Linked DNA regions of Capra hircus: region 1 is linked to region 2. Evidence: chromatin contacts called from public Hi-C data. All regions are on one chromosome and are shown on one strand. Each heading gives the region's core, a stretch centred on a gene start, on an enhancer-like site or on the middle of the called end of the contact. The rest is flanking DNA. Distances are from core to core; before and after follow the strand shown. Region 1 has its middle 16 kb from the start of GRB2. Region 2 holds the start of MYO15B (myosin XVB).

Region 1 (5,098 bases), core at 2,231-4,730, 130 kb before region 2:
CAAAGGAATGCTGGCGTTTGGCTCCAAAAATGGATTCGACCTCGCTTCTGTTGGGACTCGCTGCTCCCGAGTGCCAGGAAATGCCGTTTGCCAGGTCCCAACGATGAAACGTGGAGGAAATATCCAGTTGCACCCTTTGCAATGGAAACCCCAATTCCCTGGAACTCGAACAGAAATCAAGAAGGAACAAGACTACCCACCCCCTCGCTCTCCCTAACCCCTAAATCTTTAACCACACGTTTCAATTCTTTGTGGTTACCGGAGAACACAAGTCATATTTCCCGGTTTACTGAATAAACCACAACGCTGCATTTCCCCTGCCTTCTCCTGTGAAACATGTTTCGTCTCTGCTAGCCTAATCTTTTGGTTTTATGACCAAAGTGCAGAGTGTTATGGAATTTATTCTCGCTTTCTCAAACTTTTTCAGATTCCGATAGCTCAGCAGCCAGGTTTCTGGTGTCCTCCCATCTGGCAAGGATCCTCAGTGTCTGAACATTTTGTCTTTGGAGCCTCGATGAAATAATGTGTGGAGTGTGTTTAAATCAGAGCCTAGTCCTCAGTAAGCTCTTAAGAAAAGTGAGCTTGTGATAATTATTACTGTTATTACGGGACTTGGACTATGACATTAAGATAATTGTCAAGACTAAGGGAAACAAGACTGGTTGCAGGAACTCAATGGCATCTCAAGGCCCCTCCCAAGGTGGCCCGACAACTTACACCAGATTGTCTCTGGGAACAATCCTCCTTGGGCAGTTTGGTTATAGATGCCATTTATTGCCTGTGTTTTATATGACCATATAGCTGAGGGTTTAATTGGCAGCTAGGAGAATGTCAACTGCATTACTCCTTTAACCCTTGTTGTTGTTGTTCAGTTGCTAAGTTGCGTCCGTCTCCTTGCAATCCCTTGGAGTGTAGCATTCCAGGCTCCTCTGTCCTCCACTCTCTTCTGGAGTTTACTCAAATTCATGTCCATTGAGTCAGTGGTGCTAACCATCTCATCCTCTGTCACCCCCTTCTCCTTTTGCCTTCAATCTTTTCCAACTTCAGAGTCTTTTCCAGTGAGTTGACTCTTTGCATTAGGTGGCCAAAGTATTGAAGCTTCAGCTTTAGCAACAGTCCTTCCAATGAATATTCAGGGTTGATTTCCTTTAGGATTGACTGGTTTAATCTCCTTGCAGTCCAAGGGATTCTCAAGAGTCTTCTCCAGCACTGCAACTCAAAAACATCAATCCTTCAGTGTTCAGCCTTCTTAATGGTCCAACTCTCACATCTGTACATGACTACTGGAAAAACTATAGCTTTGACTATACAGACCTTTGTTGGCAAAGTGATAAACCCTTTTTGTTAATAGCAATACAGTTAAAAAGAGAACGAACTTGTCCTGAGTTCCAACTCTGTTTCAGGGCTCTGTGTTAGGCACTTGGCCCAATTTATCTCATCTAACTAAACTTCAGGGTCCTCAGTCATAATAATGGAAGGATATTGTGAGAAATAGTAGGTACTGTATCTTTACTTGCTTGCTTTCCTTATTTTTAATAGATTTTTTTGATGTGGACCATTGTACAAGTCTTTATTGAATGTGCTACAATATAGTTTCTGTTTTATGTTTTGTTTTTTTTGGCTGTAAGGCGTGTGGGATCTCTCAGCACTGCCCTCCCCCTGCCCCGCCCCCCTCTACCAGGATTGAACCCACGTCCCTTGTATTGAAAGACAGAGCGTTAACCTCTGGACCACCAGGGAATTCTCAAGTCTACTTGTTTTCTCCCTAAAGCTTGTTTTATTTGAAAACAGGATAGGATGGCTTATACCTCAATTATAATGCTTTTTACTTTTCAAACTCTTCCTCTTCCTCCTCCTTTGTCTACTTCTTTTTTGTCTACCTGAGTTTTTCATGAGACTTTACCCAGTCACAAAACTCCGGGAAGTTTACTCAGGCTATCTCTGTTTTCTGCTTCTGAGTTCCAAAATAATAAAGCAGCTTGTTTCACGGTCTTGCCAGAAACCTTTTTAGGTCTAGGAATCAAACTTCGTCCTTCAGTCTTTGACTCGGCTCAAGAAATCAAATCTCCACCCTCTCCCAAATTAACGTGAGCATTTGGACTTTAGGAAAATTAAATCTCTGCAAGCATCATCATGAGTTCAGAGCAATATAAATACCAGGGCTGCCTACAGACCAGAAGGGAGTGTCATCTTCGCTCGCTCTGAGATTTAGGAATGTCAGATGGGCAAAATCTTCTGCTTTATATAGCTGAGCTTATAGACATGCCAGCTTGAGATGAACGAGGCAAGCAGCTCCAAAGGTTTGAAGGATGCATGGGAAGAGAAGAGTGGAGTAAAAGATGCTGTCAGAGGTCTTTCTTGATATTCTGAACCGAGAAAGTTCTGGCCTGGATTGGAGGCCGAGAAAAGAGAGCCCACAGTCACAGGAGTAAATGAGGGGTTAGAAATTGAATGTAAATGGAAGATGAAAGAACTTGGATGGGCTTTCATTTAATATTTTTTAAAAATATTTATTTATTTGGCTGCGCTGGGTCTTAATTGTGGCACTTGGGATCTTCATTGCATTATGCAGGATCTTTAGTTGCAGCAGCTGCTGCTGCTGCTAAGTAGCTTCAGTTGTGTCCAACTCTGTGCGCCCCCATAGACAGCAGCCCACCAGGCTCCCCCTCCAGAAGCCTGGCAAGAACACTGGAGTGGGTTGCCATTTCCTTCTCCAATGCATGAAAGTGAAAAGTGAAAGTGAAGTCACTCAGTCTTGTCCAACTCTTCACAACCCCATGGATTGCAGCCTACCAGGCTCCTCTGTCCATGGGATTTTCCAGGCAAGAGTACTGGAGTGGGTTGCCATTGCCTTCTCCTTAGTTGCAGCAAGTGGGATCTATTTCCCTGATCAGGAACAGAACCTGGACCCCCTGCACTGGGAATGTGGAGTCTCAGCCACTGGACCACCAGCGAAGTCCTTCAGTTAGTATTAAAGGGACAAAGGCTAATGAATGTTTCAAGTACACGGAAGATGATCACCACTATTTTCCTTAATGACTGAATGCTGGATAAATTCCAGCTTGGTGAATTCAGATTAGATCCAAGTGAAAACTTTCTGACATAAAAAGTACTGGAATGTGTTACCGAGGTCGCAAAATCTTTCAGTTTGGTGATTCAGTACCCTTTTGATTGACAGATTGGCGGTAAGTGGGTGACCTCTCTTGGCTCCATATTTATGCACGGTTACCGTGTTAACAGTAGGGTAACAAATAGCCCTGTTTATCTACTAAACAGGTGCGTCTTGGGACTTGAGCAGGTTTAAATTTCCCCAGTGGATCCTGGATAAATATATGTGTATTTTACAGAATAGAAACTGGACTCCAGGAGGCCAGCAGGGAGAATGCAGGAAGGGACCCTTGGCTTCTGATCATTGTCTCCTCTAACCTGTCCTCCGGCCTCTCCAGCAGCTGAAGGCAAAACTATGTGACCCAGAGTATCCCTGTCCGAGAGGAGAGCAGAGGCCCTAAACCCTCAGGGAATGTTGGCAATGCGGGCTTGGCACACGCGGAATGTGGGGAATGAGTCCACAGTCCAGAGTTCAGATCTTACAGTTTGGCTTTGCCCTGCCCTGACAGCGTCTGCCTCACATGAGGGGCTCTGCTTGGGGAGCTGTGAATCCTGCTTCTGAATCATATTGCTTTTCTGAGCCCGTGGGTCTTATTATAGCTAAGAAGACTTCAACCAGTCTGGCTCAGGCTGCAGAGAATTAAATATGCTTTCAAAATACTCCCTCCACTTGGGGTCCAACAAGAACACACAGGCAGCTGTCTTTACTACATCAATGTCTTCTGCCCTTTGAAACTCATTTCCCTCTGAAGCTGATTAAAAACAAAAAAAGGAAGTATAGTTGATTTATGATGTTCTGTTAGTTTCAGGTGTAGAACAAAATAATTCATTTATATATATATATATATTTTTGGGTTCTTTTCCCTTATGGATTATTACAAGATATTGAGTACAGTTCCTTGTGCTATACAGCAGGTCCTTGTTAGTTACCTTTTTGTTTTTGGCATGTGAGATCTTAGTTCCCTGACCAGGGATCGAACCTATTTCTCATTGGAAGTGTGGAGTCTTAAGCACTCGTCTGCCAGGGAAGTCGTATTTTATTTTTAGTAGTAGGTATCTGTTAATTCCAAACTCCTAATTTATCTCTTTCCCCTTTGGCAACCATAACTTTGATTTCTAAGTCTGTGAGTCTATTTCAAACAAATTTTTTCAATATTGAAAATTTCTGGGAAGAGTCTCAGGAAACTAGCATATTAGTTGCCTCACAGAGGGGAACTGTGAGATGAGGGATAGGAGGAAGACCTATTTTTTATCCTTCTTTGTTTCTTTTGAATTATTCATGTGCATGAATAGGTATATCCCAAAATAAATATGATAATTTTTTTAACATAAGGTTTATAAAACTCTGTGTGGAATTTCACTTAACTCCTTTTTTATTTTCTTTTAAAAAAATATTTATTTTTAATTGAAGGATAATTGCTTTACAATATTATGCTGGTTTCTGCCATAATGCATGGATCAGCCATAGGTATACGTACATACATCACCTCCCTCTCATATCTCACCCCTTCCCATTCCTCTAGATTGCTCCAGAGCCCCAGGTTGAGTTTCCTGAGTCATACAGAAATTCAAAACTATGGAACACTTTACAAATTTGTGTGTCATCCTTGCACAGGGGCCGTGCTAATATTCTCTGCATTGTTCCAATTTTAGTATGTGTGCTGCCAAAGCACACCGCTTAACTCCTTTTCTTCCAAATCAGATTTTTCCCTCCGTCTTACTCAGCTCCCCATTTCACAAGGACTGCATCTGCCTTTGACTAAGCACTTGCCTAGGGTTGGGCTCAGCATCTTCTGTTCATTATCTCACTTTCTCATTTAACAAGCCAGGAAATCCCCTGGTGGCTCGGTGGTTGGGATTCCTTTCTCTCACTGCCAAGGGCCCAGGTTCAATCCCTGGTGGGGGAACTAAAATCCCACAAGCTACGTGGCATGACCAACCAACCAAACAAAAGCATAAGTTAGTGAGAAGTTTCTCTAGTTACCCAAAT
Region 2 (5,030 bases), core at 1,559-4,058:
ATTCCAGCTTGTGCTTCATCCAGCCCAGCGTTTCTCATGATGTACTCTGCATAGAAGTTAAATAAGCAGGGTGACAATATACAGCCTTGACATACTCCTTTTCCTATTTGGAACCAGTCTGTTGTTCCATGTCCCGTTCTAACTGCTGTTTCCTGACCTGCATACAGACTTCTCAAGAGGCAGGTCAGGTGGTCTGGTATTCCCATCCCTTTCAGAATTTTCCACAGTTTGTGATGATCCACACAGTCAAAGGCTTTGGCATAGTCAATAAAGCAGAAATAGACGTTTTTTTCTGGAACTCTCTTGCTTTTTTGATGATCCAGCGGATGTTGGCAATTTGATCTCTGGTTCCTCTGCGTTTTTGAAAACCAGCTTGAACATCTGGAAGTTCTCAGTTCATGTATTCCTGAAGTCTGGCTTGGAGAATTTTGAGCATTACTTTGCTAGAGTGTAAGATGAGTGCAATTTGTGGTAGTTTGAGCATTCTTTGGGATTGGAATGAAAACTGACATTTTCCAGTCCTGTGGCCACTGTTGAGTTTTCCAAATTTGCTGGCATATTGAGTGCAGCACTTTCACAACATCATCTTTTAGGATTGAAATAGCTCAACTGGAATTCCACCACCTCCACTAGCTTTGTAGTGATGCTTCCTAAGGTCCACTTGACTTCACATTCCAGGATGTCTGGCTCTAGGTGAGTGATCACACCATTGTGATTATCTGGGTCATGAAGATCTTTTTTGTGTAGTTCTGTGTATTCTTGCCACCTCTTCTTAACATCTTCTGCTTCTGTTTGGTCCGTACCATTTCTGTCCTTTATCGAGCCCATCTTTGTATGAAATGTTCCCTTGGTATATCTAATTTTCTTGAAGAGATCTCTAGTCTTTCCCGTTCTGTTGTTTTCCTCTATTTCTTTGCATTGATCACTGAGGAAGGCTTTCTTATCTCTCCCTGCTATTCTTTGGAACTCTGCATTCAATGGGTATATCATTCCTTTTCTCCTTTGCTTTTCGCTTCTCTTCTTTTCACAGCTATTTGTAAGGCCTCCTCGGACAGCCACTTTGCTTTTTTGCATTTCTTTTTCTTGGGAATGGTCCTGATGCTTGTCTCCTGTACAATGTCAGGAACCTCCATCCATAGTTCATCAGGCACTCTGGCTATCAGATCTAGTCCCTTAAGTCTATTTCTCACTTTCACTGTATAATCTTAAGGGACTTGATTTAGGTCACACCTGCATGGTCTAGTGGTGTGAGGTAGGTAGGAGCTAACTGGAGAGCCCTCCAAGGAAAGCGCCACAACCTGGAATGCCAACTTCCCCCACTTTGATTCTGGGTGGGGCTGCCGGTTGAGGAGAGGTCAGAGGTCAGCAGGGGCACAGGAGTCCTGTGGGGGCACTTAGATTTGTCATGTTTCAGAGGGGAAAAAATGTTGGATGATATCCTGCCTTGGTGCCATGTGAAGATGGGTGGTCTCCTCTCTTGTTGGTGGGAGTGTAAACTGGTACAGCCTCCACGGAGGAAAATTTGGAGCACTCCAAGTTATACAAAAGCACACACCCTATACCCCTGCAATTCCACTTCTAGGAATTGATTCGGCCTGGACACAGAGGGAATCAATGTTGTCTGTAATTGAAGCAAAAGGTTAGATGAAGGCAGCCTCCATTTCAGTCGTAAAAGTCTGTTAACCTAAAATAATTTTAAGAGCCAATTATTTTTCCAGCAACGAATTACAACATGGGACAGCAATTAATGCCAACTACACACACCTCTGCAGGAAGGAAAACTTTTTATAAAGGAAGCTCTCTTATAGAGGAAAAGGGGAAGCTGGGAGAGGCTGTTATAAACAAAAAGTCCATAGGAGGAAATTGGGAGTTTGAAGTATAGCAGGTTTTCATTGGCTTAGTTTGACAGTTTCTCATTGGCTGAGCTATTGGCAGGCAAGGGGAAAAACTTTCTTCCTCCAGCTGGCAGTAGTAAAGTCGTGTCACTTCCTGCCTGACATCCAAAGTACATTTTTTTCTCTTGGGCTCTATATCGAGGTGAACTGGTTAAGTGTATAAGGACTCCCCCTTCTGGCCTCTGGCCTCCATTTAGTGAGCGTTTCCTTTATTAATTTTTGCACTATCAATAAAGAATTGGTTAAACTCTGGCACATTCATCTGCTGGAATATTACAAAGTTGTAAAAAAAAAAGAAGATTTTTACTATTATGAAATCTCCAAGTTAATCTGTTAGAGTGGAGCACCATGAGCTAGAAGAGCTTCCACCTGTTCTCAAAGGGAAAAATAATACTTGCTTTTCTCTGCCTGGATAGCTCTGGAAGGAAATACAAGAAATGGGTAACCTCAGGGGACAATGAATAGCTGTGGGTCAGGAATGGGAAACTTTCATCTTCTGGACTACCTGTTCAAAAAAAATTAAATATTAGAGCAACACACACATCTGGGTGCTCAGGAATTTATTGGGGTCCGATTATGTTCCGTGACTAAGAAGCATTTACTTACTTTACACCAGTCCGAGGTGTACATTTATGTTTTAGGCAGTTTTCTTTAAATTATATTTCACAATCTAGAACAATAACAAAACTAACAACCCTCACTGGCTTCTGGCCCTGCACCAAGGTCAGCCTGGTTCCAGCCTCCAAGGGGTTAAGGGAGGAGGGTGGGTCCCCTAGAGCCCCCCAGGACAAGGAGGATGACCCGAACAGGTTCTTTTGGCACCCGCCCCCACCCCCTGATGCCAAAGTAGTGAGGCAGGAGCAGAGCATGGGCCCCCTCGGTCGGGCCCGGTGCCAGGCTGGCAGCAACTCAGGGCCACACGGTTGCCCTGTCCACGGCCTTTGTCCGCACCTGCAGCTCTTCTTTCCTGATTGGCCTCCTCGCTATTGTTGGCCTTGGAGGTCAGGGCCGGCAGCCACCTGCATTATTGATGCCCTCGGGTAAGGCGGGAGATGTGGGGGGCGGGTAGATGGAGCCTGTAGCCCCCATTAGCGCAGAGCCTGTGTGGTGTGCTGCTGAGGGCACGCCTGTGGGCAGCCAGCTCCTGGGGCAAGAAGAGGAGACAGCCACCAGGAAGCCATGGGCAGGAGCAAGGGCAAAGCGCCCCAGCACCTGGAGGGACCCGGGAGGCCCCCCTCGGGGGAGCAGGAATCCGGGTCTGCCAGCGCAGACAGCGTGCCCAGCCAGGGACACCGAAAGGGCCATCGTAAGGCACACAGGGAGCCCAGCGCCGGGCGAGGCCAGGAGCCTCCCGGTGCCCAAAGGAAGCCCACTGGAGGGGAGAACAGGGACTGCAGACAAGCAGAGGTGGGGCCGCCGCCGGAGGCCGAGGGCAGACGAGGCAGCGGGCATGCTCATGGGGGATGCCAGACTAAGGAGAGCAGCAAGCTGGGGGACGGCCACGGGGGGCGCCTGGAGCAGAAGGGTCTCCGAAGAGGAGGAAGGACACGGGAGCAGGACCGCAGCAGAAGGAGAGGAAAACGACGGGGACGCTCGGCTCAGCGTGGCCGCCGGGAGACACGGAGCCTCGACAGGGACACGTCGGGCGGAGACGGGGCCAGCTCCTGCCTGGACAGCGAAGCCCACGAGGCCCAGGAGAGCCGCAGCCAAGGTGGTGGGACCCCAGAGCGGAGGCTCAACTTGGAGCAAACGGACATGGCCTCGGGGGGCACTCAAACCAGTGCAGAGTCAGCGCTGGAGGCGCCAGGAGCTCCCCGGAACAGCGACAGGCCGAGCAGCAGCGACGACAGAGGCAGTGACAAGCCCCCCTCGCGGCCCCAGAGCCCAGCAGGATCGTCGGAGGCGAGGCCCCAAGGAGAGACCGAGGATTCCGGGACAGACCCAGACTCGAGTCAGGAGGGAGCCGGGCCGTGCCGGAGCCCAGGAGCAGCCCCAGCAACGACCCGCGGGGCCCTCGAGGCTGGCGAGGCTGACCAGGGTAGAAAAGCCGCAGCTTCCAGCCTCCTCGAGAGCTGCATCCCCCGGAGCTCGTGGGGTTCTCAGGACCCCAGGCAGGGCGGGGATGCAAGAGACGATGGGGTGCAGTCCGAAGCTGAGCCGAGGGGCGCCCCGCCCGAAAGAGCCGAGGCCTCGACCGCCCGGGGTCAGCGCCGCCAGATTGGAAAGGTGGTGGGGAAGGCGCACGAGGCGGTGGGCGTGAGGGACGAGGGGTCTCGGGGAGACGGGCCGCGGGCCCCAGCGCCGCTGGCCGCCCTAGTGGCGCTCCGCAGGCTCCGCGCGAGGCCCCCGCCAGGCCCTGCTCCCCAGGTCGCCGGTCCCCGCCGCGGCAGCCTCAAGGACCGGCTCGTGCGCGTAGTGCGGGCCCTGGGGCTTCTGCGGTGGCTGCGGCTGAGGCTCCAGGGGCGCGCGGGCGGCGCGCGGGGCCCCGGGAGCAGCGAGGGGACGAGCCGCGGGCCGGGGCCGCGCCGCCGCCGTCTAGCGCTGAGCCTGGCGGGCGTCGCGGGGCTGTGGGGGCGACCAAGGCCTCCCCCTGGCGGCGGCCCGAGTTCCCCGCAGGTTGCAGAAAGCCCAGCTCACGATCCATCGGAGGACGAGCACGCGACTCCAGATCCCAAGTTCGCAGTCGTGTTCCCCAGGATCCACGGGGCAGGGAGGACCTCGAGCCGCCGGAGCTCAGAGGAAGGGTTCGCGGACGCCCCCGCCGGGGAGGGGCGCGGTTGGTCCTGTGCGGGGGCGTCTGCGGACAGTGCAGGGCGCAGGGCCAGTGTCGAAGGGGTGGCGGAGTCTCCCCGCGGCTCTCTCGGCCCGAATCCCCACGAAGAGCCCCCGCTCGACGAGACGGGCTCCACCAGCGAAGCGGAGCCCGAGAGCTTGGGAGCCGCGGCTCCGGTGCATTGGGCGCAGGGCTCTGGCCCTCACAAGGGCCCCGGGCTTGGCACCGAAACACTGCTGCCCCGACTCACCTTGGAGACCCGCCGGCGGTCGGAGGGGAGCCCTGGCCCCCGCGGGTCCTTGAGGGATCGGTGGGAGCCAGAGGACGAGGTGGAGGAGGCGCTGGAGAGGGACCTGGAGCTG

What was found. Hi-C and Micro-C count contacts between places; a contact is called where the count stands out from the background.
Region 1: a Hi-C map of blood shows a contact between it and region 2, with 2.3 times the contacts expected there. The contact joins the enhancer-like site here to the promoter of MYO15B in region 2. A contact is called at or near these places in 2 of 5 Hi-C or Micro-C datasets (both in blood).

Annotation. Positions count from the first base shown.
Region 1 is chr19:55,324,128-55,329,225 of ARS1.2, reverse strand. It overlaps the pseudogene LOC102174336. Among named protein-coding and RNA genes, the nearest start is that of GRB2, 16 kb to the left of the region's middle. Within about 2 kb of position 3,480, at least 2 of the 5 cell types and tissues checked have an H3K27ac peak or open chromatin away from gene starts, as enhancers often do.
Region 2 is chr19:55,195,030-55,200,059 of ARS1.2, reverse strand. MYO15B (myosin XVB) reads left to right here and starts at 2,808. Exons shown (of 64, transcript XM_018064023.1): 1 at 2,808-5,030. The coding sequence starts at 3,075.